Linked DNA regions of Mus musculus: region 1 is linked to region 2. The links are chromatin contacts, called in public Hi-C maps. All regions are on one chromosome and are shown on one strand. Each heading gives the region's core, a stretch centred on a gene start, on an enhancer-like site or on the middle of the called end of the contact. The rest is flanking DNA. Distances are from core to core; before and after follow the strand shown. Region 1 holds the start of Cnga1 (cyclic nucleotide gated channel alpha 1). Region 2 overlaps Cnga1 (cyclic nucleotide gated channel alpha 1).

What was found. A called contact is a pair of places that touch in the nucleus more often than the background predicts.
Region 1: a contact with region 2 is called in a Hi-C map of rod photoreceptor, with 2.8 times the contacts expected there. The contact joins the promoter of Cnga1 here to the enhancer-like site in region 2. A contact is called at or near these places in 2 of 39 promoter capture datasets (the SN4741 cell line and embryonic stem cells), 2 of 15 datasets of contacts at CTCF or cohesin (CD8 T cells and the NIH/3T3 cell line), 12 of 484 Hi-C or Micro-C datasets (CD4 T cells, CD8 T cells, CD8 central memory T cells and 7 more), 5 of 115 datasets of contacts at active chromatin or transcription factors (CD8 T cells, the SCID.adh cell line, embryonic stem cells and 2 more) and 3 of 9 other capture datasets (adipose tissue, liver and pancreatic islet).

The regions. Positions count from the first base shown.
Region 1 is chr5:72,640,859-72,644,523 of GRCm38.p6, reverse strand. It overlaps Cnga1 (cyclic nucleotide gated channel alpha 1), which reads left to right and starts at 1,772. Exons shown (of 9, transcript NM_007723.2): 1 at 1,772-2,022.
Region 2 is chr5:72,607,317-72,610,637 of GRCm38.p6, reverse strand. It overlaps Cnga1 (cyclic nucleotide gated channel alpha 1), which reads left to right. Exons shown (of 9, transcript NM_007723.2): 8 at 1,077-1,183. Among named protein-coding and RNA genes, the nearest start is that of Zar1, 28 kb to the right of the region's middle. Within about 2 kb of position 1,902, at least 2 of the 459 cell types and tissues checked have an H3K27ac peak or open chromatin away from gene starts, as enhancers often do. A contact at or near this core is called in rod photoreceptor, where this site is marked.

The sequences.
Region 1 (3,665 bases), core at 523-3,022, 34 kb before region 2:
TCCCTTTGCTAATATGCTGGCTTCTCTGCTTCCCTTTGACAATCCAAAGAGATCCTGTCTCTCCCCCAGGAAGCAGACACAGCTAGCTCAGACAGTGCACACAGATGTCCCCTAAAAGAAGCCTTCCCTGAGCACCCCCTCATGCTATCTCTCCCCCTTTATTACCTCACACCTGACTTATGTGTGCCCTGTTATGTGTGTTCTGTCTTGACATCATCAGAAGCCTTACTTCCTGAGGGTAGAGATTTAGTTTTGTTAGCTATTAACTTTCTAGTGCTTAGAAGAGAGCCCGGTGCTTCATAAGTCCTTGAATGAATAATTAGGCACTGTAGTGAGCCATACCCCACCTGCATAGCAATAGACAAATCATGGACACAGTCCTAAACTCAGAGGGTTTATGGTACTTACAGGGAGGATAATTATTTAGCTGTTAAGCAATTAATTACAGTCTTTAATGGTGATCATAAAGACCAAGATGTCATTAATTGGCTGTGCGGGCTGAAGGTCTTGGTGGTCTGGGACACAGATTATTAAATGCTTAAGAACATGGAGTGACGAGCCAGAATGTCTCAAATCACATCTTTTTTAAAAAATGAAAATCTGTAAACAATCAATTCCATGCAAATGGGCATTCTATAGTTACAGGCACTTTAAATAGGATTATAAAGACTTAGAGGACGCTGACAAAGCAGGACAGAGGGCCCGGTTGAAAGTAGATACTAAGTAGATAATCTGTGTGGCTCTGTTCTTTCTGTCAGTCAAGGTTACTGCGGGTCCCAGGGAAAGAAACTCGATGATAGGGAGACTGGGTCAAGCTAATCATGCCATGGAGGGAAAAAGAAAACTACCCCTAGGATTACTGTCGGTTTCATATATAGAGACAAAATTTCCACATAACTACAATTTCAGCAAAAATCGCACCTCTCCCCAAAGCCTTCTAGTTCTCTTTCCTTCCATCTCAAGAATTTGTGCCCCTTGCCTATGGTCCCTCAGGACTGTATCCCAATATGTCTTAATGGTGTCTGTCTCTCCTCAGCACAGTCTCTGAAGACAGGACTCCTGTGTACTCTTAGACCTCGGAACAGCTTCCCTGCTTGTTTGTCACAGGCGTTCAGGAGTGGCTGCTCCCAGCAGTTATTTAGTTCATTATGGCCACTTTGAAGAAAGTCCCTATGGCAGGCAAATCCGGCTGCATGAACACATCTGTTGGACAGATTTTAGTTGCATCTTCTATGTGTGAGGTAGGATTAGAAAAGACTGCCCCCAAACTAATCCTAGAAATGGGTATTTTGAGCTAGAAAAAGAAGAAGAAGAAGAAGAAGAAGAAGAAGAAGAAGAAGAAGAAGAAGAAGAAGAAGAAGAAGAAGAAGAAGAAGAAGAATAAGAATCTTCAGCTTTGAAATCAAGCAAGTGTGTAAGAACACAGGCAACTACTACAAAGTAGTTCTTCTCTCTCGGCGCTATGCGGCTGTTAAAAGTTATAGGAACACCCTGCCCAGCGTTTGGAGACTTCCACAGATAGCCACATTGCAGTGTCTCATTTTAATCCTAATGATAAACTTATAGTATTATAACCCTGAGGAAAATTGGCAAAACAATTTTAAGAAAACCCACTAGGCAGTATTCCTTTTGGCTTACTTTCAGACAGGTTAGGCGACCGGCTTTGAGAAAGGCCTTTATGTTTATCACTTGCATACATATTAATGAGCTCAGGTTCAAGCTAAGGATAATGATGACCTGGCGGCTGTTATTCTCATCTACACACAAATCCCCAAATCCAGTACTGAGCCACGAACATCCTCCCCTGCCAATGCCATGGACCTGTCTTTTCTGAGGAATAATTAATAAAAACGAGCCATTTGTGCTGCTTAAGGAGAGGAGAAACCACATCATAGTTATTACTAAGGAAAACTTGCATCTGGATTTTGACAATGCCAACATTAACCATATATCTGCGTCTGTTTTGGATGTACCACTGATTGGCCCTGCAAGAAGACAGAAGTCTCATTTAAACAAGCGCAGGTAAGAATCCAGTGGTAATTTCAGTTGTATTTTTTTTTTAATTTATGCTGACATGTGTTTTTGTCCTAGGTTTTGTGTTGGTTCTCATGATACAGACATTTTAGAAGTAGCTGATAATTGAATCTCTATAGAGTCTCTGCCAGAGATTCAGATTTGCCAAGAAAGATGCAAATTTAGTTAAAAATAGCAATAAATAAAGGACTTTGCTAATCTGAATATTATAGCCCTAGTAAATAACACTGAGTTTTTGTGAATCTAAAATTTGTTTTTAAAAGTCAAATGTAGTAACCACAACAGGTATGTGTTTTCCCTAAAGAAAGTACTAAATATTAATTTCTCTTTCTCTTTACCATATTTGAAAGTTGGGTATCAAATTCACATGAATGGTAACAATGAATTAACTGTGAAAATATAAATTCCTATTTGTTGGAAACTTAGACATGTTTGGTAGCTTTATAACTACTTTTATGACAACCTGATCCCCTATCAAGAGATGAAGATGTGGTCTTTGGAAGAGGAAGTGACTTACCAGGGCAGCCCTTTCTCTTCAGGGAGAGCCAAAATTTCACCTTCTTCTTTTTTTTTTTTTCTTCTCACCTTTTCAGTGTGGGAATGTGTGTGTGTGTGTGTGTGTGTGTGTGTGTGTGTGTTATACCTGTGTGTGTGCCTGTGTATATGGGTGTGATTTTATGTGTATATATGTGTATGTGTGTGTGGTATGTATGTAGTATGTGTGTATGTGGTATGTGCCTGTATGTATGGGGGTGTGTGTGCCTGTGTGTGTTTATCTGTGTGTATGTGTGTGTTGTGTGTGTATGGTTTGGTGTGTGTATGTGTGTGTTATATCGGATGTGGGGTGTATATGTGTATGTGTGTATGTATGGGTGTGAGCATGTATGTGGTGATTATGTGTGTGTTGTGCACATGTATATATATTTGTATGTGGTGTTTATGTTTATGTTGTGTGTGTTATATGGGGTATGTTATGTGTGTGTATGTAAGCGTGCATGTGAAGGACTGAGGTTGAAGTCCCGAATCATCCTTTCTTCCCCCTTGTTCATTGAGGCAGAGTCTCTCCTCTGAGATTGCCAGTATGGCTCACCTTGCTAGTTAGGTTAAAGCTCCCCTGCCGAGCCTCTTCTGGCATTACGGGCAGACCATGGTGCCCTGGTGGCGTTTCCATGGGTTTCTGGTTCCCCGAACTCAGGTCCTTACATTTGCACAGCTGTCTCTTCAACTGCTGAGCCATCTCCCTGCCTTACCACGACGTCGTTAACTCCCCACAGTAAACATGTGAATGTCTTCTTTTTCCCCATTAATTATTTATTCACTTTATATACTGATTACAGCCTCACCTCTCTCTTCCCATCCACCCCCTCACACAGCCCTTCTCCCTCCTTCCCATTCTCCTTTGAGAAGGAGGAGCCCCCTCCTGGGTACCAACCCACTCCAGCACAGCAAGTCACTGCAGAACTAGGTGCATCTTCTCTTATTGAGCCTTGACAAGGCTCCGTTAGGGAAATGGGATCCACAGGCAGGCAACAGAGTCAGGGACAGCCCCTGCTCCAGTTGCTGGGGGACCTGCATGAAGATCCGTCTGCACAGCTGCTATATAAGAAGCACATGCGTACTTAAATTAGGCC
Region 2 (3,321 bases), core at 653-3,152:
CACACAGTCCTGGGATGGGATGGAGATGAAAGTAGAAGAAGTTTTCAAACTTCTGGTTGTTCAGTCAGTGGGAGAAACTATAATTTTTGGCCTAGAAAAAAAATATTGCCCATAGCGAAAAATAATGAAGGATGTAATATCTTGAACATCTTAGTTGTTGAAGGGTAGGAACATTTTCCCTGAAACTTTTTGGGTATAGATAGGGAATGCAAACTTTGTGATCATTGGGCTTCACAGTCCTGATGAGATTTGACTTTAGTTGTAAGCTAATTTTTATGTGTGTGTATGTGTGTGCATATGTGTGTTTTGTTGTGTGTTTGTGTCCATATGTGTGTTTTGTGAGTGTTTGTGTACACATGTATGTATATATATGTGGAGACCAGAGGTCAGCCTTGTGTGTCCTCAGGATACTATCTACTTTGCATTTGAGATAGAATCTTTCATTGACATGGAACTAGCCCAGTATATCTAGGCTGGCTGGATAGCAAAATGGGGTGTGATGGGGTGGGGAGGGCTGCTCCTCTCTGCTTCTCCAGAGCTAGGATGCTAAGCATATGACACTATGGCTGTTCTGTTGTTGATGCTGTTGTTAACGTGGTTCTGAGGAGTGAATTCAGAGCATCATGCTTACACAGCAAACACTTTATCAATGAGAGGATCCTCCCAGCTGAGACACTTTATTCTTTGTTGTGGTTGTTGTTGTTTTCCAGACAGGGTTTCTCTGTGTAGCCCTGGCTGTCCTGAACCTCTCCATTTAGACCAGGCTGGTCTTAAACACACAGATCTTCCTGCCTTGCCTCCCTAGTGTTTGGGATTAAAGGAATGTTCCACCATGCCTGGTTATCTGATATCTTTATAAACCCAACTAGTATTGGTGGAAACGATATTAGAATTCAGAAGTGTGAGAAAATGAACCATAACCACCCAAAAAGGGATTTAGGGAAACTGTGATTGACTAAATGTGTTCTTACAGACCTCGCTAACTTTAGCATGTTGTATGAAAAAAATTATACAAAGGGACCTTTGATTCCAAGTAGTCTCCATGTCTTTTATTTATACATTTCTTTCTTTTATAGAGCATGTTTTGATGAACTCCAGTCTGATTACCTAGAATACTGGCTCATTTTTGATTACGTATCAGATGTAGTCTATCTTGCCGATATGTTTGTACGAACAAGGACAGGTAAGTATGATCTGTTTTGAGTCTTTTGAAATTTCTTGCTTTTATCTCTACCACATAATGACGTTTCCAAACCCTACTGTTCTTCAGGATAAACTCACAACCTCGGTCGGGTGGGTCGGGTGGCAAACATGAGTAACATGGTCTTACTCATTGGCTTAAGTCATTCCTGCTGATCCAGGAAGATGTTACTAGGACACCTTATTTTTTTTCTTTACCTTTTATTTTTATTTTATGTATATGAGTGTTTTGCTTGCATGTATGTCTGTGAACTGTGTGCACCAAATGCCTGAGAAGGCCAAAAGAGGGTGTCAGATCCCCTAGACCTGGAGTTACAAACTGTTATGAACTGCACTGTGGGTACTGAGAACTGAACTCATGTCCTCTGGAAGAGCATCCAGGGCTCTTATGCTCTGAGCCATCACCCCGGCCTCCTAAGTAAGCTTGTTAATGTAGATTGGTGGTTTCCCTTCTTTACCCTATTCATTGGGTTTACGCCAGGCAGAAGAATAGAAAGAACAGAAATATTTAGTCAATATTGGTGGGTAAGGGGCAATTGCTGCCATACATGGAGATACTTAAAAGGGCACAAAGAAGCATGTCATTGATTTACAGAAGAGGCTTAATAAAGGTTTTATAGGAAACATAAACAAACGGTGTAGTTCATGGTAGTGTATCAGTCAGTAGGGAGTACCAACCGATAGCTCTCTAGTGGAAGTGTGTTTAGTAAGCAGGTGTAAGCTCACTGTTTCTACACAGCTCCCCACTGTAAAGGTAACAATTACACACAACACAGAAGCCTCTAATAATCACAAAAGGATGCTCTCTAAGTGTCGGAGCAGTGCTAAGTTGCCAGAGCTTCCTTACAGCTTTTGTTGCTGCTATGGGAGAAGAAATGAACTCTCCTTGTACTGCTGCAGCCCTAGGTTCATCGCACAAGCCCCACAGCACAGAAAAGAAGATCTGAGGGGGATTAGAGACAGCCTGGAGGATGAGATTAAGACGTGCAAATGTAGTCTGAAGAGCTATTTACATCTCACGCTGAAGGTGAAAAACATAACCATGCCAAGCGTTGAGATGGCAGGGCAGGCACCTAAGAGTAGGGCTTGGATTCTGCCAAGGAGTAGTATGAGTTATTAAGCATCTTTAAAAAAAGGATTTATTTATTTTATTTATATGAGTACACTGTAGCTGTCTTCAGACACACCAGAAGAGGACCATATGGTTGCTGGGAATTGAACTCAGGACCTCTGGAAGAGAGGTCAATGCTCTTAACCACTGAGTCATCTCTCCAGCCCAGATTTATTTATTTATTTATTTATTTATTTATTTATTTATTTATTTATTTATTTATTTAATCTATGAGTATGCTGTAGCTATCCTCAGACACACCAGAAAAGGGCATTGGATAGCATTACAGATGATTGTGAGCCATCATGTGGTTGCTGGGAATTGAACTCCAGACCTCTGGAAGAGCAATCAGTGCTCCTAATTATTAAGTATCTATAACACCAGCTGCAATTTAGTCAGTTCTGAAGCTACCTGGAGTTAGTGAGACTCCACAGGTTAAGGGCTGGGCTCATAAGGTTCGCCCTGACTTCAGACATCAGACACATGACCCAACTTGCATTTCTGCTCAAATAGCTCTACATTATGGTTCCTACAACCCCTCCCCAGGATCAGGTATTTGTTAGCATAGCACACTAACCCCCCTCGCCCCCAAATCCACACAATGGTTTATTCTCTTAATAAAGGACATGATAAGTGGTATGGCTGGACAAGGAAATGCAGTAGCAGAGAGGACCAGTGTGGAAGGCTTTGAGAGTGGGGGCTTCTGTCTTCATGGCGCTGGGTTACAACACCCTTCTAACTCTCTGCGTTTGCTCTCTTACTTGCCTGCTCTCGGCTTGCCAAAGTTGATGATTTTTATGGAAGGCTTTATCATATGGCGGTGACAGACGGTTAAGTTTCTTGCCAGCCCCTCTTCCTCTCCTGGAAGAAGTGGGGATGGAGTTGAAAAATCCCAAGCTTCTGAACATAGTGTGTTTTGTGACCAGCCACCCCTAGGAGCCTAACAAGAGTTGCCTGCCTCCATAGAACAAAGATACCCTTATCATCCAAGGAATTCAAAGCACTCTGGA